2 separate regions of the Mus musculus genome follow, and region 1 is linked to region 2. A link is a contact called in public Micro-C data. All regions are on one chromosome and are shown on one strand. Each heading gives the region's core, a stretch centred on a gene start, on an enhancer-like site or on the middle of the called end of the contact. The rest is flanking DNA. Distances are from core to core; before and after follow the strand shown. Region 1 holds the start of Igf2os (insulin-like growth factor 2, opposite strand). Region 2 holds the start of Ebf3 (early B cell factor 3).

The links. A called contact is a pair of places that touch in the nucleus more often than the background predicts.
Region 1: a Micro-C map of embryonic stem cells shows a contact between it and region 2, with 17 times the contacts expected there. The contact joins the promoter of Igf2os here to the promoter of Ebf3 in region 2. A contact is called at or near these places in 3 of 39 promoter capture datasets (cranial neural crest, embryonic stem cells and hippocampal neurons), 5 of 484 Hi-C or Micro-C datasets (all in embryonic stem cells) and 1 of 115 datasets of contacts at active chromatin or transcription factors (embryonic stem cells).

Annotation. Positions count from the first base shown.
Region 1 is chr7:142,658,142-142,663,335 of GRCm38.p6, forward strand. It overlaps Igf2os (insulin-like growth factor 2, opposite strand), which reads left to right and starts at 1,539. Exons shown (of 4, transcript NR_002855.3): 1 at 1,539-2,888. It also overlaps a transcript of Igf2 not described here.
Region 2 is chr7:137,312,283-137,317,029 of GRCm38.p6, forward strand. It overlaps Ebf3 (early B cell factor 3), which reads right to left and starts at 2,163. Exons shown (of 16, transcript NM_001113414.1): 1 at 1,498-2,163; 2 at 1,236-1,392; 3 at 811-874; 4 at 67-122. The coding sequence starts at 1,631.

The DNA.
Region 1 (5,194 bases), core at 289-2,788, 5.3 Mb after region 2:
AACACACAGTAAAGCACCAGGAAGTCTCCTGTGAGTTCAACTTACACACCCCCTCCCCAACAGCCCCCATACCCCCGCCCCTTCCCCCACTCCATGGCGCAAGGGGGAACAAAAGTTTGCTTAGGGAACGAGCCCCCAGCCCCCCACCCACCGCACCAGTCCCGCCATGCCCAAGCCGGGCTCTGCGCACCCCCCACTCCCAGGGCCCCTGAGAGCCCTTACCTGGAAGCCGGCGACGCTGCCGCCCATCTCCCTGCTGCGGGTATGCAAACCGAACAGCGGGCGAAGGCCCTTCTGCCGGGCACTCCTCTGCCAGCGCCGCTCTGCCCGAGTCGCAGAGGCCGAATGTGCGACGGGACAGAACGGGGAGATGGCTTTTTTGGTGGGGAGGGGGGCGTCTCTTCTGCTTCTTTAGGGTATCTTAGGGCTGGGGCGGGCCAGATATTGTACTTTCGGGGGGGAAAAGGTATCGGGAAATGAGGTCAGCTGTTGTATCAAGGATAGTTGGGGGGCAGAGATAGTGAGAGAGACAGAGTGAACGTGAAAGGGGGGGACCACAGAGAGGGAGAGAGGGAGAGAGGACAGCGAGAGGCGGGTAGGCTCACAGCGGGAGAGGACAGCACGGAGAGAAACAGAAAGCGTATAATTAATCCACTTGGGTAGGCGAAGGCAGAGGGCGGACGTGAGGGGGAGGGAGTCTGAGGCGAGGAGGAACGGGGAGGGGGCAGGAGGGGAGCTTAGGAAAGGTGGCGGGTAAGCGGGTGCGCGAGGGGGGGCGCACCCTAAGCAGAGGAGAGGATGCAACTTCGAAGGACCGAGGACGGTGTTGAGGGGGGAGGAATGGAGGCGTCACCCCGGCCACGGGCACCCAGCTCGGTTAGGGTCGACGGAGCCCTCAGCCGTCGTAAGCCCGGGCTTCTTGTGGGGGGGACAGGCGTGGCGGCGCCTCAGCTGCTCGGGACTGCAGCGAAAAGAGGGGAGCAGCCGGGCTGCGCACCGGGGAGGGCTGGGAGGGGAAGCGCGGGGGATGACAACGCCGGCGACCTGCAAGCCGGACTGCCTGCGGTGGGGACCGCCTCCTCTGGCGAAGCAGGAATGGGGTGTTGAGGTAGATAGAGGAGGAGGCGGTGGGGAGATCCGCAGGCCCGACGGAGCGCGGCCCCGCCGACGGCGCCCTGCACAGGAGTTAGCAGCAGCGAGGTGGCGGACGGCGTCGACGCGGGGCCGCCAGCCCGGATGGAGGCGCTGGCGGGCCGAGCGCGGGCGGGCGTGGGCCAGGAGGCGGGGGCGGCCGGAAGGGGGGGCCGGGGGCCGGCCTGGCCTCACGCAGCTCCGCCGGAGAGCAGGCGAACTCCGGGCGCCAACGCCCGGTTCTTATAGCCGCGCCACCCCGCGGCTCGGCGCCCGCTCGGGCCCCGCTGGCCTTACGCCCGCGCCAATGGGCGTCCGCAGGGCCCTCGCCCCGCCCCGGGACCGCCCCCGCAACTCGAGCCACGCGGGGAATGCGGGTCGGGGGCCCTGGGCACGGGGGTTGCCGGTGGGGGGGGGGAGTGGAGTGCCTGGTGGCAAAGATGGGGGGGGGCTGTGCGCCCCAACAGGCCCACTAAATCCTGGGTGTCTATCCCTAAAAATCGAGGTCCCATGTCATGTTTCCGGGGTGCCCTGTGCTTGTGCAACATGGGCGCGTGGTGCGAACCAACGTGCGTGGCACCCTAGGCCTCAGTGGTAGTGGCAGGACCTGTGCTCAGTTAGAGGGTTACAAGGTAGGCGCATCCCGGCCGACTGAGTTAAGGCGCAGGTAGCTGGGTAGAGGGTTCTCACAGGGACCTACTTGCTAAGCAGGGGACAGTCCCCTGGATCGGCTGGGGGGGGGGGGGGGAGCGCGCAGCCTCCACCTGCCTGAGCAGGCAGGGCGGGCTGTGAGGCACCTCGAATAGCAGCCAGATAGATCTTACTAAGCGCCCCTAACCTCTGCTTTGCCTGGGATCTCCTAGCAGCCTTTGGGGGGCCACCAGGTGCACCATGAAGGGAAGGCTGGCTTGGCCACGCCAAATCTGGGCCCCGCGTGGAGCCCCCGCACAATGTCTGCGCCCTTCAGCAGAAAAAGAAGCAGGGCGGGAAACGTAGCTCAAACCAGACCTGTAAACCAGAGCTCACTGAAGTGCTTCTAAGCGGCGCGCCTTTGGGACCCCACCCAGTATGAGCAGATAACAGTTCCCTGTCCTCAGCACTTTGAATTTGCTTAGTTGCAGGTTCGGCCCCAGGGGCCAATGCGATAATTCCGGGCTATTAAGAAACTCTCCCCGGGTGGTTTCAGATATAAGAAGCCATTGTGATTTTTACCAAGTCAAAATCACTTCTAAACCGGTGCACCTTGTTTCCCTCTCCCGACCTCCGCACCTCTAGGCCTCTAAAGGGCCACTACTGGCGGAAACCAGTGCACCCGGGGCTAACCTCCCGGCCCGACCATCAATCACCGCGCCCGCGCTCTACACTCGCTTCCCCAAGCCCTCGACCTGTAGGGTTGGAGGCTCCAAGCCGCCCGAGCGCTCTGCCCTTCCCGCTTCCTGGCCGCCCAGGCGCTTTCCCTACCACCGCGTTGTTTGCAGAGTGCACACAAAGTGGCGCGCGTTTCGGAGCGCCCAGCCCAAAGGAGCGCTGCCGCCGAGGGAGAAGCCAGCAGCCCGCTCCCGCGCTACTCCGCAGCAGCCCTGAGGACAAACTGCGAGGTAGCCGGTGCCCCGCAGTGGAAGAGCTGGGGCACGAGGGAGCGCGCCACGGGGAGCTCACCACAAGGCCGAAGGTCGGGTCCGCTGGCGCAGGAGGATCGGAGGAGAAGGGCGGGAGAGCGGATGAAGTGGGAGCTGCTGAAGTGGACGCTGCTGAAGGTGAGCGAGACCCCAAGGGCAGTCCCCAGTGAACCGGGGCAACGCCCAGTCCGTTGGAAGACCCGGGGACAATGCCCAAATTTGGGGGAAACTGGGGGCAATGCCCAGTCGTTTTCCTGGACACGGGAGCAACACTGCCCACGTCCTGGCCGCCGCGCAGTGTCCAGTGCGTGTTTGGGGCACACACACTTTTCCAAAATCTGTGCTGCCGCTGGGACACCGTAGGAGAAGTGACGAGGCCGATACCACTGTTATGCGCAGGACGGGAAGCTGCCGAAAGTGGCCAGCGGAAACAATGATCAAATTTCGGGGATCCCAAGTCAGACCCTTGTCTGATTTGCGGTCCTGGGAATGAGCGGCCCAAAGTAGGGGGACTCGAAGGCGACTCCATAAATGGGAAAACTGTGGCGAATGACTAAATTTGAGATTCCAGAAAAATTAGAATCCAAGTTGGGGAATGAGGAAAATTATTCTATGCAAAAATGGGGGGCATCTTGATCCAGGCCTAACGAGGGGAACCCAATATCTTGGTTAGAAAGCTTGGGGAACCCACAAAATCCTAGACTAATTTGTAGAAGTTAGGTGGTTTGTTGTTGCTGTTGGGTTTAAGAAAATTCCCAACATGAAATTTAGGGGAGCTTAATTTTAATTGCTTAAAAATGGGAGATGAAAAACAACAGATGGATTTTAGGGAATTCAGGTCAGTTCTTTTGAGGGGTGGGAGTGGAGACTAGGGTTCACCCTGAAGCCAGTGGGCCCTACAACACCCGGGAAAAATCACCTCTAATTTCTGTGGCTTCAGAGAAGTCCTCTAGAGAATGAGGAAATGCTGTCTAAATGTGGTGGAATTAGAAATGCAAGAAGTCCATTTGAGAAAGCCAGAAAAAATCAATGTCTTTTAATATTTTAATTTCCTAAACAGATTCCTATTGATCTTTTTGTTGAACAAGGGGGAGTTTGTATGTTTTCTTGGACAATGTTTGTTCTTGGAGAAACATACTCCCTGTTTTGTGGATCAATAAAAATTACCCAATGGATGATGAAATCTAAATTGCAGGGAATAGAATTAGTAGCTAGGAAATTTGTAAGACACAGACCTTTAAAACCTAGGAATTGGGGGATCTGGGACTTTTTTTTTCAGTGTGCTTTGGGGACCATAAAACATTATCCAAATATAGGGAGACTCCAGTAGAAGTCATAAATTCAACAAAGTTCATTAAAGTTTAATAAAAACCGAACTCTTTGGAAGAAAAAAATCTCAATTTGTTTTGGAGTACCTGAATTTGGGGGGGCCCAGGAAGATAATTTCTGAATCTAAAGTTTCCTGGTCCTTCAGGGCCAGTCTCTACATTACAAGGAATAGAGATTATGGGTTCCTAAATTATGGGGCCTGAGAACCAATCCCCCAAATTTGCAATCTGCAGAGATTGTGCAAGATAGTGTGTGTGTGTGTGTGGGGGGGGTGTGTTTGAAATGTAGGGGGGCTGAGTGGGTGTATAGCTGGTATTGCAGTGGGAGAAATCAGAACCTTTTTGTGACCCAAGGCTAACACTAAGTGTGTTTTGGGGGGCCTGGAAAATATTGCCTAATGTTTGAGGACACCAGGCATGAGCCAACACGGGGGATGAAAAGGATACAGGATGGTACTGGATTTTGCAATTGGTGTCTGAGTTAAAAAAAATTTTTTTTTCCAAATTGTTAAGTTAAAGGGACCCAGATTTGATGCAGAAAAAAATGATCAGTGTTCAAGGATTGGAGACATTCAACATTCTAATATAAAGAAAAAGGACTTGGCCAAGAGTTAATTTTGTGCCATCTGTGACCCAGAAAGACATGGAACAGTCATATAAGACTTGGGATAGCATGGAAAGCCCTCTGCCACATAGAAGTTCATGCCTTACATCATTGCTCAGCCTGCTTTGGGGGCTTTAGTGAGAGAGTTTATATTTTATATTTTAAAGAACCCTAACCATGGCCAGAATGCTTGCAGGAGCTCTAGGGAGCCCCAAAGCCTTGTGACCAGTGTGTATTCGTGGAATTTTTTGGGGGGGGGTCTTGTTAAGTGAATTTTAGATGTGATTGGTGAATGTACTCTTTCCATTTTCTGGAATCCGAGAAATGAGAGTGAGGGCTATTTGAGGTGTCTACATTTAGGGGAGGACATAGAAAAAAAGGTTGGGACTTTGAAGGTGCCAGGAAAATTGTTAAAGCTGTCTGGGTGGGATTCAACTTGTAAAATTTGGAGTTAGGGCAATAGACTACAGAATCTAGTGTTCCACGTTAATAAAACCAGAGGACGGGTGGCG
Region 2 (4,747 bases), core at 913-3,412:
CCCCAGGACAACCTCAGCTCAGCAGAAAGGAAAACACAACGAGTAGAGAGGCAGAAACTTTCTCACCTGTTTGGTCATTGAATCTATGAGGCGGACATACAGATCTTGCTCTGTTCTGACGCCTGTGAGGGGAAAAAAGCAGACAAACTCTCAACAAGCTTTTAGCCTGAACCTCAGGAGGGACGCCCGGGCCTGGGCGAGCCAGTGCCTGGGACCACTTTAAGGCAATCCCTACAATATTGGGAGGGAAACAGAAAACCCCAGTCGCTTCTCACTGTTTTCTTTTCTTAATTAAAAGTCTTGGGACTCTTGCGGTTCCCATATGAAGGTGTAAGAAGTCTGCCTAGCAGTGAGCAGGCCAAGAGTGCAGCTCTGGGCCCATATGGTCATTTATTTTTCAAAAAGAGAGTGCACCTATAGAAACAGAGTCCAAACTCCTTTCTACTCTCGAAGGTCCTTTCCTTTCTAAACCGTGCACAGGCAGTAAGTTATGCTCGGCTTATGCAGCTACCCTCATCCCAATAATTAACATTAATTTGCAAAACTGAAAAAAGTCCCTTAAAAGTGCTGTTCTGCAGGCGCCCTTATCGATCCTCCTTTTACTTTCTACTTCAAGCCCCACCGGTTAATCATGTGAAGTGCCATCGACTTATCGATCGTTTATGTTTTGTTTTCCTTCTATGCCATGAGAAGATTTCGTGTTTACACCCATGTCATTTTAATCTCAAAATCTTTATGTCCTGAAACCATCGAGGGAAGGGAGAGCCAGCGCTCAGGGCGAAAGGGCAGTCAGCAAGCAGTGGTACTCACCATTGCTGTACAGTAGCTGCAGCTTGTAGTGAATGCCGTTGTTGGTTTTCTCGTTGTTCGGCTCCTGAAAGCAACGATAAATAATTGCATTTAGCGTGGCCGCGTCTGGCGCGGTCACCGCGCTCGGTCCCCCTCCAGGACCGAGGCCCCTCGGCCTCACACGCTGCAGGCAGGATTCCTGGCTCGCAGCTACGCGGTGATGTCACTTTTCCTGCCGCAAGCCCAGCGTTCCCCCTCGCCCCCAGTGAGTCCGAGGGCACAGAGAAGTTGTTCGGCCCTTGGCGGGGCCTGTGCGACCGCACGTGGCGGCGGGGTCGCCCGGCGGAGCGCTCCCGCCACCGAGGGGGGCACTCGGACCCCATGCGCGGGCACCAACTGCCCCCTACTCCTGGAGAGGGAGGGTGCGATCGCCGGTGTACACTTACTTTCTCTTTCTCCACAAAGTCCACAAAAGCGGTCCTTTCGATCTCCACCGGCTGCCCCTGCCTGTCGTAGAGCGCCAGCACGAAGTGGAAGAAATTGGATTTCCGGAGGTTGGAAGGAGGCTGCTTCTCGAAGTGCGCCCGCGCCAGCCCCACGCCGCTGCAGGAGGAAAGGGACAGCGGCCCGGTGAGCAGCGCGGCGCTGGCCGGAGGAGGGGGCCGGGCCGGGCCGGGGCCAAGGCGCGCGGGGGCGGCCGGTACGTACCTCTGGGCGGCCGTGTTGGCGTCCACCACGCCTGCCGTGTGCATCCACGAGCGCACCGGGTTCATGCCGCTGCCCAGCGGCTCCTCCTTCATGGTCGTCCCCCCGCGCGGAATATTCTCCTGAATCCCAAACATGAACACTGCTGGCGGCGGCCGCGACTCCCGGCCGAAAGCGCGTCCGCGGTCGGCGGCGCTCGGGGCTCGGCGGCAGGAGGCTGCCCTGGCCGCCCTGGCCCTGCTCGGCGCCTGCGGTGCGGCCCGCCGCCGGCTTCAGCCCGTCCCGGGCAGGCGCCGCATACACCGGCGGCCGGGCGCTGCGGACGGCCGGGGACGCGGGCGGGCTGCACCGGTGGCGACGCGACGCTTCGGAGGAGCAGGGCGCGGTGGACGCGGTGGCCGCGGCGGCGCTTGTTGTTGTTGTTGTTTGCAGGCGCGCTCAACGTGGTGTCATCCTAGCCAGGCGGCGTCCGCGGCTGCAGGACACTGCGGGATCGCCCGCTTCTGGCGCGGCCCGCCTGCTCCAAAGACAAATAAACGGGGCAGTGAGTGCCGCGGCGCAGTCCCGGGCGCAGGCGGGGCGCGGCGGGGCCTGGAGCGGCGCGCGCAGCGGACGGAGGCGCACAAAACTCAGCCCTCTCTCCCCGAGGAATGGACCCTTTCCCGGGAGCCAAAACTCGAAGCCCCCGGGAGCGGCGCTGTCAGAGGGTGACGTCGGGGGGCGGCGCCTGCGCCATATATGGGAGCGGCCGCCCCTCGCCGCGCCCCTCGCCGCCGCCGCCGCCGCGCTCGCCGACTGACTGCCTGACGGCGCCGCGAGCCGGCCCGAGCCCCGCGAGCCCAGCGAGCCCCGCCGCCTCCGAGCGCCACCGAGCGCCACCACCGCCCCCGGCCACGCGCCACGGCTCCACAAGCCCAGCCGCGGCCGAGGAAGTTACCACCCGCTCAAATAAATCTCGCAAAGAAGCGAGCGCAGCCAGTGCATAAGTGCTGCTTGGCCCGTTATACCTGCCCACAAGACCTGCCACACAGTCAAAACACCGTGGGTCGGAGGAGGAGCGCCCCAAGTCGCCCACACGCATGCAATAAATACCAGGGCAGCACTGGCTCTGGGGTGTCCCAAAGAGAACAGCAGGAAGAGGCTGGAAAGGCGCGCGGGAGGAGATTCCAGGAGAGGGAGGGACAACAAGGGGCTGGGAGAAGAGGGTACCTAATGCCCCTTCTAGGGATCCACACTCCCTGCCGCCACCAGGGCAAGAGGCGCAGCTCAGTCTGATTTCTAGGCAGACCTAAGGCTGCTGAAGGGCCAGTGTGCCCACATCTGAGCCCCGCTGGGTGTCCCATGCTTTCTACCCCGGCAAAGCCTGCTGAATACAGGGCCGGGGTCCACGTCGGAGACAGGTTCCTCCAGATGCCCCCTCTCCCTCCGGTGGCCACAGGAGTTTCGGGTCCCTGGCCTGTTCTTGGGTGCGGCAGTGACAAAGAAGGCTGGGCCCTCTCTGGGCCGACGGAAAGAGCGCTCAGCCTCTCCGGCGACCCGGAGCTGGTGTCCAGCCTGTTACATGGTCCGTGCGGTGGCCAGATCTCCCCACCTCCAACCGCCTGAAAAGCAGAGCAGACACTGCGGGCGCCAGGGACCCTGCCCTCTGCGCCTCCCAGCCTGGGTGAGCGCGCGCCCTGCGGCTTCCCGACCTGGTTTCGAGGAACCGGGAGGGCAGCTGGGAGCCGGCAGCGCGTGGGCTCGGAGGCCCAGCTCGGGAGGCCCGGATTCGGTTCCCAGGCGCTCGGCCCACCCAAAGGAGATCTGTGCGACGCGCGACAGAGGCCCAAGGGACGACCTGGAGATGTCCCAGGCTCTTTCCTGCCACGAGAAATAAGGCCCTTCTGGTTTTAAAAGAAGAAGAAAAAGAAAAGGTTTCTGGGCGCAAGTGTCGCAGGGCAGCCTCTTCCCGCCGGGCCTGGGGTAGCTCTTCCTTTTTTTGTGAATTGGTGGTGTGTGTGCGTTAATATTTTAATTAATCGGGAAAATCGAAGTCCGATTTACGTTATCTGGGGACCCCCCACACGCTACTTGGAAGGGGTGAGAGAAAAGATGTGCTGGAAAGCAATCTATTTTGCTGGTGTTGGGGGTTAATGACTATTGCCAAAGATAAGTGAATTATCAAAGCTGTTGCGCCAGTCCCATCTCAAAATCCATTACGGGGCCGGCCGTCTAATTAAATACGTAAGTATAATAAAATCATATTTTATGACTATTTGAGGGTAATGAGATTAGTCTTTAGAAGCGATCGCCACATATTAAAAATGCCACTGTCTATAGAATGTTAATAACCTTAAATCAAAGTGTATGGAAACTCCTCACGATAAATTAAAAGAAAATTTCTGTATTCCTAATAAGCCCAGCATTTTCCACTTACATCAGACCCCCCATGCAAGAGGTAACACTTTGCTCCTGGAAAGACAACACAGAATAAAGTTGGCCATGGGTGGAGGGTGAGGTTGAGAGATGCTTTGTCTCTGTGTGTTCCAAAGCTTGGGAGCTCACACTGGGTGAGCGACAGGGCCAGCGTCAATGACAGAATATGCTAAATGCCTTTTTAGGCAGAGATGAAGTTGGGAAAGGGGTACAATGCTCGCTTTGTAGCACACTTCCTAAAATGTCCAGCCTGGGCTGGAGGTGCCCGTCCTTGCGCTAAGGCAAGTGTCATGCTTAAAATCATTTACAGTATCTTTAATTCAGATTACACGCGCCAAGGCGATTTAAATCTGATTACCAAATTAGAAGGTTTAAAAGCAAATCCTTCTAAATCTGATACTGTTGACTAAAGAGGGGGAGAAAAAGTTCCATAAGCCCATCACATAAGGTAACGATCCTGCCCCAGAAAGAAAGGGGGTTTTAAACCTTTTTGACAACAAATGCAGCTGCCCCGCTATTTTGGACGATATTAAGCGAAAATGAATGCAAATCTGTGTTCGGCAGCCATCTGGCCCGAAATGGGGGAATCAGCTGTCTCACAACAGGCTCGGGGGCTGAATCCATTTCAGCTCATTTTCTACATCATCTGGTCGCGCACCCAAAGCGTGGAAAATACGGTCTTTATCATTCACCAACTTTATCTTTTTTGTCACTCTACGGCTGGCTCTGAGCTGTGAGCACAAGGTCTAGCCGTCCAGGAAGGGTCTCCACCCTAGCCTGCTGCAGAGGAGCCTGGGTGGGCAGCCCCCACCCCATGCCACCCTCAGATTTTCGATTT